Linked DNA regions of Rattus norvegicus: region 1 is linked to region 2. A link is a contact called in public Hi-C data. All regions are on one chromosome and are shown on one strand. The core of a region is the stretch at or near the end of the contact, and the rest is flanking DNA. Distances in the headings are between cores, read along the strand shown.

Region 1 (6,804 bases), core at 2,259-4,758, 1.1 Mb before region 2:
TTCCACATATTTACCCTCGGGTTTTAATTCCCCCCTCTTCCTTTTAACCTACGGAGCTCAAACTAAATAATGCACTTTTGAACCACGGGTCCGCTTGGAGCTAACATAAATAAATACCAATGTTCACCGGCGAAGTCCTCAGATGAACACTTTCTCAATTATTTTTCCTTCTTTTTCTATAAAAAGTCAAATGATTTTTTTTCAACTTTTATAAAGTTTTGTTGGGGAGTAGGGGTGGAGAAGTTTCCCATCCAGGCTCACTCGCGCTCTCTGGTTGGGTGGATAGGTAAGATTTAAACTTTCTTTTCCCTTCGTAGCCTGGGTCTTCTGCCCCTGAGGGTGTCAGGAACCTCTCTCGGGCCCTGCCCCTCCCTCGAACCTCCCATCCCCCCAGCTCCTTCCTCTTTTTCCAAATTCTTCTAGGCCGCCCTCACTGATACCCCAGTGCGGAGGCAGTGGTCAGTCTCTGTCCGTAGAGGGCATAGGGGGAGTAGTAGGGTCCGGTGGCAGCAGGCACCGGCACTGGGGCACCGGGCGTGGGGAGCGGGCTCTTGGAATACGGGTGGTAGCGGCTGCTGAGTCCCAGTGCGTGGTGGGGGCTACGCAGCGCCAGGGTCCCTGGGCTGCCTGGTGCGCCCGACGTGGGGATGTGCATGTGACAAGCCATGGCTGCTGCGGCGGCGCTGGCGAGAGAAGAAGAACTGGGGTAGCCCGACAGCAGTTTGTCTGTCCCTGGGAAGGCCGTATGGGTCCGCAAGTGGCTCAGCAGCTCTTCGGACGTGGCGAAGCGCTTGTCGCACGGCCCATTAGCGGACACCCAGTTGCAGATGTGGGGGAGCGGGTCGTTAGGGAGCATGAAGCCGTAGGGGTAGAGGGGGTGGCCGGCTAGGGAGGGTGGTGTGGCGCCTGCAGCAGCGGCAGCCGTCAGTGAGGAGTGCACGCCGTGCAGTGGGTGCGTGGGGTACACCAGCGGGTATCCCGATTTGAGCGCTGCCGCTGCAGCAGCCGGATCATGCGCGCACGAGGCGCTGGCAGCTGCAGCCCCGGCCAAGTGGCTGGCGCAGTGGTAGCTGAGGCAGTATGGGTCCCGGCACAAACTGGCTGTCATCACTGATGGCGGCGATGCCCCAGCCAGAGGACTCGAACCCGCTGGCTTACTGCAACCAAGAGAGCCGGCTGCGGCCGCTGCCAGCTGAGCCCCTACCAGGCTGCCAGGCTTGGTGGGGTCGAGCGCCACACCGTGTGGCAGGAACTGGGGCGGGTAGCCAGCGTAGGCCCCAGCCAGGCTGCCTGGGTAGGTCATGCCCGCGGGGGGTAGAGGGAACACAGTCTGGCCCGGCTTGTAGGGAGATACCGGGGCTACCAGACCGGAGCCCAACACCGACGACGAGGTGGGTGCGCTGGGACCCGAACCCGAGCTGGAGCTGGAAGAGCCACCACAGTCCGAGCTTAGAGCCTTGCCTCCTGGACCCCCTTCGGAGTGCTGGTTCACGTCCACGTTAATTCCGCTGCCGCAGCTAATCCGGCCATGCGCCAGCCCGGCAGGTACCCCGTCCGCCGGGGCGCCCCCGGAGCCCTTGCTGCTGCCACCGCCGCCAGCTTCCGGATCTTTCTTGTCGTCCTTGCCCTCCGGGCCGCCCCCGGCGGAGGGCAGCATGCCTCCCGGCGAACAGGCCGAGGCGCTGGAGCTGGGACTGCCTGTCCTGGGCGTAAATGGCTGGCAGGTGGCGCTCGGTACCCGGAATCCTGACTTCTCCGCAGCAACACCCCCGCCGCCGCCGCCGCCACCGCCGCCTCCGCCGCCGCCTCCCGGCTCCTTCTTATCTGAGCCGGGTTTAGAGTAAGGTTTGAAACTCGACTTGTCTTCCACGCCGATGTCGCTCAGCTTCAGGGGGCCCGACTTGGCGTCCTTGTCGCCCCCGGCTCCGCTGCCTGCACCACCCGCGCCGCCCCCGTTGGAGGCGACCGAGGAGAGTTTGGAAGAGGGCGAAGGGTCCGGCTTCCCTATCTGCGAACATGTTTGAGCCAGCAGCGCAAGTGGGCTCTTCTTGGCGTCCAGCTGCGGAGTCAGATGGGGAGGGGTTCACACAGAGAAAGAAAGAGAAACCCTTTAGAATCCTGCACTTAAGGTTCTATTGCCCTCGGCCACAGCCCGCGAAAAGCATTTCAACTTCGAGGCGCAATTCTAAGCGGCACCCCACTCCATGGGAAAGATGCCAAAGTCCCCTGACCGCTCTAGGATCCTCCCTGCATTCTTTAGGCACTACTTAGATTAGGAAACAATCTCTCCCAAATGTTTTGGTTTTCATCTCCTTACACCCAGAACTGTACCCTCTTTCCCCGCACACACGCCTTGACTCTAAAGAGTAAGGGCTTGAGCGGTTGGCGCCTCCGAGGCTGTGTAAATATATTCGCTTCGGAGAGCCGGAGGAAGGCGACTTTGGAAGAGTATACAGGCCCCTGTCCGCCTAGGGGCCGATGGGGGAGGGCTAGGGACATAGGGACTTTAATACAGAAAGGACAAGTTTGTGTGGCTTTGCCCCTTAGAAATTGCACCCAATTTCATCCCGTTGCCCTTTTCCGACTAAGGTTGGGGAAGCGCTGTCCTTTCCTCCCATCCTAGAGCTGAATCACTCCGACTGCCCCTCCACCCCACCCCGCGCGCCCCAGATCCCAGGGGGGAAGAAACCCTACAGGAAGGCAGCCCTGGTAGGGGTCCCAGCTTCACCCTGAGAGAAGGTCCTTACCTCGATGGGGCTGACGGGCGTGGAAGGCAGGGGCTGCAGATACTCTGGGTGTAAAATGTGGCCAGTCCGTGCCGTCAGCATCTTCAGCACCTTGATGGGCAGGCGGTTAGCCTGGCGCAGGGGGTCAGAGGGGGGCACGGCGTGCACAAAAGGCTTGGTGCTGCCGGCCGGGGAGGAGCCTGGGCCGTGGCCGGAGCAATTTCCAGAAAGCGCGCTGGTCCAGGCAGGGTCCGCACTGCCACTGCCGCCACCGCCGCCGCCGCTGTGCTTACTGCTTCTTAGGGCAGAAAGCGAGGGCGCTGTGCTCATGACCCACCCGCGTGCATGGGAGCAGCGGGGGGAGGGCTCCGAGACGCGCGGGGCGGGCTCCGGGCTGCGCGTTCGCCCCGGGAGCGGGAGCAGCTGGAGGAGGAGCTGGCGCGGCGGACGCGGGAGCCCCGCGCGCCTTCTCGCCGCCTGGAGTCAGAAGCGAATAATCCTGGGTGGCCCGCAGGGGAGCCGTGGCGGGGCTAGAAGAGCAGGATGGACTGCGGGAGTGCCCCCGCGGTGCGCGGTGTCTGTCTCGGGCTGTGCCCTGCGCTGCGCTCTTCCGGCCCCGAGCCGGCGCTGCGCTCGGCGACGTGAGCCGCTGCTTGTCCAGCCGGGGCTCTGGCGAGGAAACTCACTTCAAAAGCAGCTGCACGGAGGGGGAGATTAAAGCCTTTGCCGCCTTCCAATCAAATGGGAGCCCGAGGTGATTGGAGGGTCAAGGGGATGTGACGCGTCCCGCGCCGCCGCTGCCGCCGCCGCCAGGACTCTCAGAGCTGGTTTTAATGGGCAGCTCCCTCTTCACCGCCCCTCGGCTTGTCCCCTCCCTCCATTTCGCTACCCGGACGAGCTGGACATTTATTCTACGTTTGTCATCTACCGCCTTCCTTCTTTTTTTCTCCTCGTCGTTCTTCGTTTTCCCAGCAAGAAAACAAACTGAAACCTTTGGAGGGAGGGAGTGCGAGGGAGTTAAGAGACTTCGGAAGAAGAAATGCTGGCGGGAGTGTGGATACCTGCGGAACAGTCAACTCCTGGGATGAGTGGGGCCTGTACACAAAAAATTCTTTTCAGAAATCGAGATTTCGCGTAGCGCGGCCACCCGGGTAAGGAAAGGTGGAGAATTGATGCTGCAGGAAGTCTGCCCGCCCGCTTGGATTTCTGGAGGTTCAGCAACAGAGAAACCAGAAGCTAGAAGGGCAACGGAGGCGGTGGCTGCTCGTCCTCGCGACGTGCGCGGGGCTCTCCGCCCTTCCCGGTCACGTGACACCCGAGGACGCTCAGATTGGGGCAGGCGCGGGGGTCACATGTTTCCCCTGTTTCACACTTCAGTCCCCCCATTCTTGCTTTCCTCTTGCTACTCTCCCCCCCCGCACCCCCCTTTTTTCTGGGCATCTCCACCCCTCCATCAATTGTCAATGTGCCTCGACCGCAATCAATCAGTTATTTGTCAGCTCTTGTCAATCTGCCCGTGATTTATGTCAGCTTTTGTTGCTGATTACAAGGCGGGTGAGACTTGAAGGGAAAAAGAGAGAGACAGAGAAGGAAGAAGACAGAGAAGGAGCTGAAGGAGGGGGAAGAGCAGCAGCCTGCTGAGACCTGTGTGTGCGTGCGTGTGTGTGTGTGTGTGTGTGTGTGTGTGTGTGTGTGTGTGTGCGTGCGCGCGCGCGCGCGCGCGCGCAGGGTGTGTAAGAAAAAGAAAGAAAGGGGAAAGAGGCGTCCACTGTCAGGAAAATGAAATAGTGAGAGTAAAGTGCGCAGGTGCATCTCGGACGCGGAGTCCAGCGCACCGGCCTGGGATGTGCTCACTCCCTCTCCGGTTGTCCAGACAGACACACCCTCCACCTTTGGGTGCTTCGGTCAACCCGGGTCGCCCAGTTCGGGTCTGCTTGGTACTTAAGAACGGCGCTGGAGGCGACGTCTCACACGGAGGTTTCCCGCCTCTCTGGCATAATCCCTCCCAGGCACGTAACTTGAGGATGTCCAGCTGCCGACCTCGGTAGCATTCTGACCCCAAACTCGGGCAACTTCTTTCTAAAGAGCCACATCACCAAATAGAGCCCGAGTTCTGGAGGTTACTTGTGGGATAACCCTCCTCAATTCTGTGACCCGAGTTCATAGCGAGAGTTGAATAGCTTAAGGGAAGAGGCCTGACCATGTGCATAGGCAAACAGGTCTCAGGCTCGCTCTCTTTTTCTCCCGGGTCCTTCGCCACTCCCCTCCGCTCGCCATCCCGACAGTCCTGGGAGCCAGGACTATATCGTGCAGCTCGACGGGACAAAGTGGACCGTCCAGACAGGATTGACCTGTACGGGGAGAGGAGAGGGAAGGAACTCGAGAGGGAGGAACTCTGCCTCTCGCCTGTGGGAACCGGTTCTTCCAGGCAAGCGGAGCGGGACTTCGGCGTTCCCCTCGATTTGCGCCGTCACTCGGGCTGTTTGGAAAGAAGAGGGGAGGCGCTGTGCTTGCTGACTTGTACCTGGATCTGGGTGCACTCGTGCCTAAGCACTGGTGAGCCGCTGGGCGAATTCTCTGGACTTTTGTAGCGTCCGCTCCCGAGTCACCTCCAGAAACTCATAGAAAGTAGAAGGGGGTGAGAAGAGGAAACACCCCCTTGCTCAGAGGGACTTGGGAGACTTTGAGTTTCCCACCCCCACCCCCCACTTTTCCGCAGAGCTCTTCTTTTGTTGTCAAGTCATTTTGATAAATGGTGGTGCTGGGAGCGCTAGGAGCCCGAAGCGGATCTGCGCCCCACGCAGGGGCGGGGGCCCAGCCTGGAGACCGGGTTCCGACCACCGCACACCCTGAGCTGAACCGGGTACGCTCAGGGGGCTGGTTGGGGACTTTCCTTCGGTTTGCTAGCCTATTCCTTTCCCACCATTCCAGTCCCCCTTTCCCTTATGTTTCTGTCTCTCACTCACGAACTTTCTGGGGTGAAGGTTTTATAATTTTCTCGTAAGTATTCTTTCACAGAGTTTTGATTTTATTCCTTGATTCTTGAGGTTGGCAAAGTTAATGGGATGGTAACTCGGTTAATGTTAATTTGGAAAGAAGAGAGGCGGTTTGTGCTGGGGCTGTGTGTGTGTGTGTGTGTGTGTGTGTGTGTGTGTGTGTTAAGAATACCGGCGGTTTGTGATGCTCCGGCGACAATTGAGAACGGTAAGTCTGTGAGACTATGGCAAGATTACAGGCACTATTGTGAAGGTGCCTGGATGGTCTCTGGAGACAAGAGTCCAGCTTATAGTCTGCCAGAATGGCAGCACCAAACTGCTGGGCAAAGTCTCTGAAGCTGCTTGTAGCCTGCGGGTGTTAGCGCCGGCCGGTGTCCCTCATTGTTCAGTTGTGAAGGTGTCACCCTCTGGCCAGCTCCTGTGGTCCCAGCATAGCAAGCTAGGCCTTGGGCCACCTGCTATATTGGCCTATATGATAGGCCCGGACACTGAACGCTGGCGCTGTGGACAGAGCTCAGGAAAGCAGGAGCGAGCGCAGGCCTGGGGTGTCCTCCCTCGCTCCGGGGTTCAGTTTCTAGACTCAGTGTGTCTCGTTTTCTCCAATTCCAGTAGTTTTCTCATTGCACTGGGCAGTTCAAGGGAGGCCACTCCAACTCTTCAAGACTGTTAGAGTCGTGGAATAGCTCTTGTCCCACATACATTACGCGCGCTCACAGGTATGCGCCGTATTCGGTGAGCTCTGGCCGCGTTAAAACTCAACTGGGAAGGTCAGAGCGCACGGGGGGAGGGGGGCTGGGGGTCTGCGTTCCCCGGGCTTTGGAGAGGCCCCAGCATCTAACCCCGCGCACCTCTCAAGGGAGGCCAAATCCCTGAAGGCTGAGCAAGCTATGGAAGTTGGGGGGGTAGTTATTAATTACTTCAGGCTAGGCCTAATGCTTCCAACCCTTAGAGGTGGTTGGCTTGGATGTCCTGCGGATTTTATTTGCACACAATGGACATGATTTGTTCTCTCTTAAAAAAAAAGGTGTGGGCATGGCAGATATTTGAGGAGGAGGTGGAGGGGAGAAGGCGGAAGGGAAGAG
Region 2 (6,108 bases), core at 2,743-5,242:
TGAACTAGAAATCTTGTTCGACTTATAAGATGGGACTCAGAGGCAAATAGAAGACAATTTGTCTAGGCATGGAGGAAGGACTTGGTCTTTCTTCTTCTAGAAAAACTGCTTCCCTACATGGTATCTTTCTTCCTGTCACTTTGCTTATAGCAACTTATACTGAACCTTGTGTGGGACCTGTATGCTTGTGACCCTGCTAGCTCCCTCTTAAATCCACAAGAGAACCAGTAACACGTCACGTGGCTGAGATTAGGTTATTGAGAGAACACTTTCTCAAGGATGTAAACCGTTTGTGCTTCTTCGTTTTCTAGGTACAACTTGACTCCTATGCACCAAAAACCCAGGCACGTGGGGAACAGGACATTCCTTTCTGGTGCATGATGTTTTTAGCTCTGAAAGCCAGATAGTATTCACTTCACTTTTCTCCTTCCAGTCAGACACTGGGATTACTGTATTTTTTGAGGGGGAAAGGTGTTGAAAATGACAATATCATCAGTATTGAAAAACAGAAACTCTTGTCCTGGTACCCTGCCTCTCCTTTATTAAGGCATATATTTAAGCTGCCTACTTTTTTTAATGTTTGAAATGTAGGAAGGTCATATCAGAGGTTTAAGATAAAAGGATACAGGACTAAAAATTACAAATTTGATAGGATCTGTTTAAAATGTTTATGCAGATATACATGCAGATATGTGCATGTACATGTGTGTGTATATGTATGTGTAAGTTCCTAAATGTATTTAGCAGATTGCCTAACCTCCCCTGTACCATACTCTGTTATTAGGAAGTGGAGGAGGAAGGATATGGATTTACATAGTATCCCATGGTTATTTTGTTCTAGAAACTTCCACATTGGCCCAGAGGGACTCTACTGCTACATTTTCTTTCTCTGCTACAGGCCTTCTCTCCCTCTTCAGAACATGCCATCATTTTCTGCCAAGACCACATAATTCTGTGTCCTTCCTTTCTTTTGAGATATTAGAGATCTCTGTTCTGCTATTTTTGCCACTGTCTAGTAAGTGTCACGTGGCCACAGTCAGAGTATAGTCTCCTTGTCAGTGTGGCACTACACTCATGCTCAAGACAAGAACATTTAAAGTGGTGATTATCACAAGTATCAAAAAGGTTAAGACTTCATTTTTCTATTTTACAAATTAGTGGTTTGATCTGCATCAAAAGTAAACTCAAACACTCTGATGGGGTAGTCTCTGGAGACATGGCATTATATCAAAGCTAGTGAGATATAGGGCTGTTGGTGGTCAGCACTCCCAACAGGGAATATGAACTCTGAGTTGCTGACATATCCACAGAAGAGTTTGGACTCAAACTCAGTACTCTGATTGGTGCTATATTATTGGGATATGAATACATGTATCCTAAGACTTAACAGTATAATTGGTCACATTGATCATACCTCCTCCATAGGAAATAAGGACCCAATGCCCCCACTTCACAAAAGTAATGTTAAAAGTACCATGTTGCCTATTTCACAATTCAAAAGGACCTGCCATGGTTATCTTTGTCTTCATCTACAAATGGGAAAGACAGGGGCAATAAGGGGTCAATGTCCGTGGCCAATAGACATGAGGGACAGATTGTAGGATGAGAAGCCAGGATGGAATCTATACTGGACTTGTAGAGGGATATGCCAGGATCCCCACCCCAGCTATGTCTCTAGAATGGTCCCTGTCACTACAGTGGGTATCTAAGAAAAGAGGCCTATTCCCACTCACTAGGCAGTGCAAACCTGCATAATCAGAACACTCAGTGCAGAGGATAGGAGCATTGAAAAGATAAAGGACCTCTTTAAAACAGATTTTCCCCCACGCATTTTTTTCATAATTATAGCTTTAAGAGCTTATGTGATGGGAAAAACTGGCTACTTAAGAAAAATTAGGAGTCTCATCTGGCAGGAGAAAATCCCCCGGGGGACAGTGCACTGCCGTTTTTCAGAGCCCCCCAAAAAAACCCCCGTACCGACATCTGCACATTGGCCTGATATATAGCCAGCCTGCCTCACTATGGCCAAAGCCTTGTGTTGTAATTAAAAACACTCTGCATGCCACTAAATATGGTGTCTCCATCCATTTCTGCAATCATGGAGTCTGAGGAGATAAACAGAATCCATTGCAGATGTGTCAGAGGCTACGGCCTACTGACTCACAACCACATCCCAAATTCCAGCCTCTGAGAACCTCCCTGTGAAAATACAAAGTGCAAACAAATGGCCCCTTCTGCAGCTTTTCACAGCCTTGGGCAGTTTTTCTAGTTGAGGAAGAAGGTTGGAGTGGGGACAGGAGCTACCCATATGATCAAAACTATGACTTCATAAATGACTTCCTTGATAAATAAAAGTCCTCTGGCCACATATGGGTTTGTACCAGGCTGCTCCCTTTTCCCTTCTTAATGTCTTCTTTTTGTTTTTAAGGTCCAAAAGTCAAATATTTTGAGTAGTTGCCTCCCTACTGTTGGCTCCCACAGAGAATGTATGAGGGACAAGGCTAGCTTAATTTAATCATCTGTATGTCTCTAGGCTGAGCACCCTCATCCCCAGGAAAACACCAGCAGCTAGGTTTTATTTGGGGTTGCCCAGGCCACCCCTGGGCCTTCCCAAAGCAGCCCCAGCCTACAAGAGTTTAACTACACATCAGTCCTCTGGTCACCGTAAGCCATCCAGATATCAATGAGGAAATGTCATCCCCTGCACAGCCCAGGGTGAGATAGGTTATCTGTAGGCCCTGACCCCATAGCTCCCACAGACCAAAGCTGCCAGGAGCTTGATGGGCATGGCTAGTTTTGGAATGATGTGTAGAAGAAATATGCCAGTACTTCAGGAGCAGAGGAAAAAGGATTGCATGTTAGGAAGTGATGTCAGCTTGCGTTAGAGTCCTAGACAGTACTTGGATGTCCTTGGCATAATATGGCGCTGGTATCTCTGTCAGCATCTCTGTTTTCTGTCACCATGCACAATCCTGGGCCTGTCTCCAGTCCTGACAGTGTCTTTTCAGATCAGGTTAGTGCCAGCCCAGAGACCAAGTCGGCTTCCCAGCACACAGCCCCTTTGTTTGAAGTCTGCCCTTTTGTCATTAACGCACTCAATGTCTATTTAAATCTGACAGTGAGTGCAGTATCTGTTTTCCCATCAAGAGATCATTGACAATATTAATAACTCACGGCCTTGCCTCATTTTCCAAGTGCTGACACCTAGCCGCTGCCTCCTGCATTCATCAAACAGCCCTCTCTCGCCAGGATGTCTATAAACAGTCTTGCTTCCAGGCCTAAAGAAACAGGGCAGGCCTTAAAAAGGACTTTTATCAGTGCCAACCATAAATGTGTGAGCATGGCTCAGAATGTATCCCAGGCCTATGTTCCAGGAACACTGTTTTCCATCTGTTTGCGTCTAGAGTGGAAATTCAGCATGGAGAAGGATGGAGAGAAAAGATATAGACTGCCCAAATGTGCAGACAAGTTTATGAAAAGGAGTGCAGCCATGGTAGACAGCGGTGTGTGTGTGCACATGACTGCCTGTCATGCAGTTTGCTCATGAGAAGGACTGTGTTCCTTACAATATCTGGCAGCCCTATCCCCATCTTTTTATGAAAACGCATGCTGTACTGGTACCGTAGAAAGAAATTGACATCCTTTGTACTGTGCCTCCAGATTTTTTGAGGGTTGCTTGAATCAGCCAGGTTTAAGACCTTTTTAAGTCTTTTGTGGGGTTTCCCATGCCTCTGAGGCATACTCATCCAAGCCACTGAGGGAGGTAGAATGTGACCAACCCAGCCCTTAGACCACCAGGGTTCTGGCATTAATGATGATGTCAGCACAACTCTAGGCAGTACAAAATACAATAAAGGGAGCAGCTCTGTGCCAAGAGCTGAAAGAATGGGTCACAAGAAAGATCTGAGTGAGGTTTCACACAAGCTCAGTATTTCCAGGCACTAGACCAATACCGAAAACCAGAAACTGGGGACTAGGGACGTGGAGGGACAGGAAAGCCAAGTCAAGCAGGAAGAGAAGCCCACAATAAAGCCGTCTATGGCAACACAGCAAGAAAAGAGCCAGGTCCCAAATGATGTCATCCTGTTCCTCCTCCAACTCCGAGAGCTCCTGGCCCTGGGTAATTTTCAAGTTTGCCTCTGATTATCCAATGCAGGGCAGATCTACACTACCCTTAAAAGTTTCTACATGACATTTTAATCCTTATTTAAGAACGAAGTTTAGGGAATGTAGAGGTGCATTGAAAAAGTACTTGCAATGCAAGTATGAGAACCTGAGTTTGATTCCCCAGTGCCCATATAAAGTAAAGGCAGTGTACAGCTGTGTACATCTGTATTCTCAAAGATAGAGCTGGGCAGAAGGAACCTAGCAGCCTGTTGGTCAGCCAGTCTAGCCAAATCCAAATCCATGTACTCCAGGCCAGTAAGAGAACACAAAACAAAACAAACAAACAAACAAACAAACAAACAACCCAGTAGATGGTATTTGTGTAAAAAGAGGAAGACAGTTAACTGACATCAACCTGTGACCTCCATAGATATATACATGTACACATACCTAATACACATGCACCTATACCCATCCCCCTACACACATATACACATGTACCTACATCCATACACACGTACACATACCCACATCCACATACCTACTACAATACACGCACACTAATTCATACATACATACACACACACACACACACACACACACACACACACACACACACAAAGTGTATAAGTTTGTAACACTAGCATGTCATGTGGAGAACATGGCTGATCTCAGATCAATGAAGAGTGCTGAGTACTGCTATCACACCGCCAATCTGAGGAAATACGAATCATGTGCACAGAGGGTGACTATCACAGGCAGGGGTGTGGCTCATGCATTGTTCTTTTATAACTATTTCCTTTCTTTGTTTCCTGTGTACTTCAGAGATTTAAGTCTCATTTGTCCTCAGGCAACTCTATGCAAGAGAATTTTAGGGTAGTTCTTCTAAGATTGGAAAGAAAAAAAAGGATGGTAAAAAAGGATGACGTTGGCCAACAGAAGTTATAAATATTTTCTTGTGGGAACACTTTTTAAAATAATCTTATAGACTTTTAACTATAGCCGGTGCCTTCTGGATATTTATTCTGTAGTGATGAGCATCAAAACCAGACACTTCCACATTCTAGGCAAGTACTATTTTTCCAAGTTACTGCCTTGGCTCTTGATTTCTCTTTTTAAAGAGTCTCACTATGAAGCTAAGGTTAGACTCCAACTCACCATCATTTTACTATCCACCCAAGTACTAGGGTGACAGGCATGCACCTCCAGGCATAGGACATTTTGTTGGGGGTATATGTAATATGTAAGGATGAGTTGATTAGTGCATCTGCCCCTCTTCTAATGCTGTGCTTCATAATGAAGTGTCCCACAACCACCATGAAGGACAGGAAAGTTTCATAAAGAGCCAGAAATTATATATGAATATATAAAATTGAAATTGAAGATGAAAATCAAGATCTTTTTAACAGGAGAGATGAGTTGCCTCAACCTCAATGTGGTGCCTAGCAGTGGGGACATCTAATGTCAATGGCACTTATTACTGTCTGTACAGTCTTCAATCAGCACAGCCTCTCTTCTTTAATCACCCAGCATGGACTTGAAGACCCCAGGATTTTGAAAATTCTCTCTGGAAGTCAACAATATTGATTTCCAATAAAGGACTTCAAGATAGTCACATTCTACAAAGATTATCCTGTGGCCTTCGCTTGGGCTAGGTTCATCTAATTTAAACTTAATTTTTTATTCTTAGTTCTAAACTGAGGAAATCTGGGGGGGGTGGGAATCATGCTATATTTTGGGGAACCATTTGTCAAATTAGGAAATTTCTAATTATGCAAAGAAATCACACGTAAAGCTGTTATTTCTAGCACTCTATACTTGGTAGTAACATTTCAATACAAGGTCAACTCTATGGACCAAAAGGTACAGTCTTTGTCATCTTAATCTACCTCCCATCAAATTAGCAATCATCATGCATGCCTGTAATAATAACTGGATTTCTGAACTATATGAGTTGTGCCACCAGTAATGATTTTCCTTTCTGTTTACAGGTATCTTGGG

Evidence for each region. A called contact is a pair of places that touch in the nucleus more often than the background predicts.
Region 1: a contact with region 2 is called in a Hi-C map of psoas muscle, with 4 times the contacts expected there. The contact joins the promoter of Zfp503 here to the enhancer-like site in region 2. A contact is called at or near these places in 6 of 12 Hi-C or Micro-C datasets (the A7r5 cell line, Schwann cells, kidney and 3 more).

Annotation. Positions count from the first base shown.
Region 1 is chr15:2,359,154-2,365,957 of GRCr8, reverse strand. Zfp503 (zinc finger protein 503) reads right to left here and starts at 3,508. Exons shown (of 2, transcript NM_001107250.1): 1 at 2,748-3,508; 2 at 1-2,059. The coding sequence starts at 3,056. The coding sequence ends at 431.
Region 2 is chr15:1,275,270-1,281,377 of GRCr8, reverse strand. It overlaps Lrmda (leucine rich melanocyte differentiation associated), which reads left to right. Exons shown (of 7, transcript NM_001109441.1): 7 at 6,099-6,108. Among named protein-coding and RNA genes, the nearest start is that of Trnat-agu13, 630 kb to the left of the region's middle. Within about 2 kb of position 3,992, at least 19 of the 93 cell types and tissues checked have an H3K27ac peak or open chromatin away from gene starts, as enhancers often do. A contact at or near this core is called in Schwann cells, where this site is marked.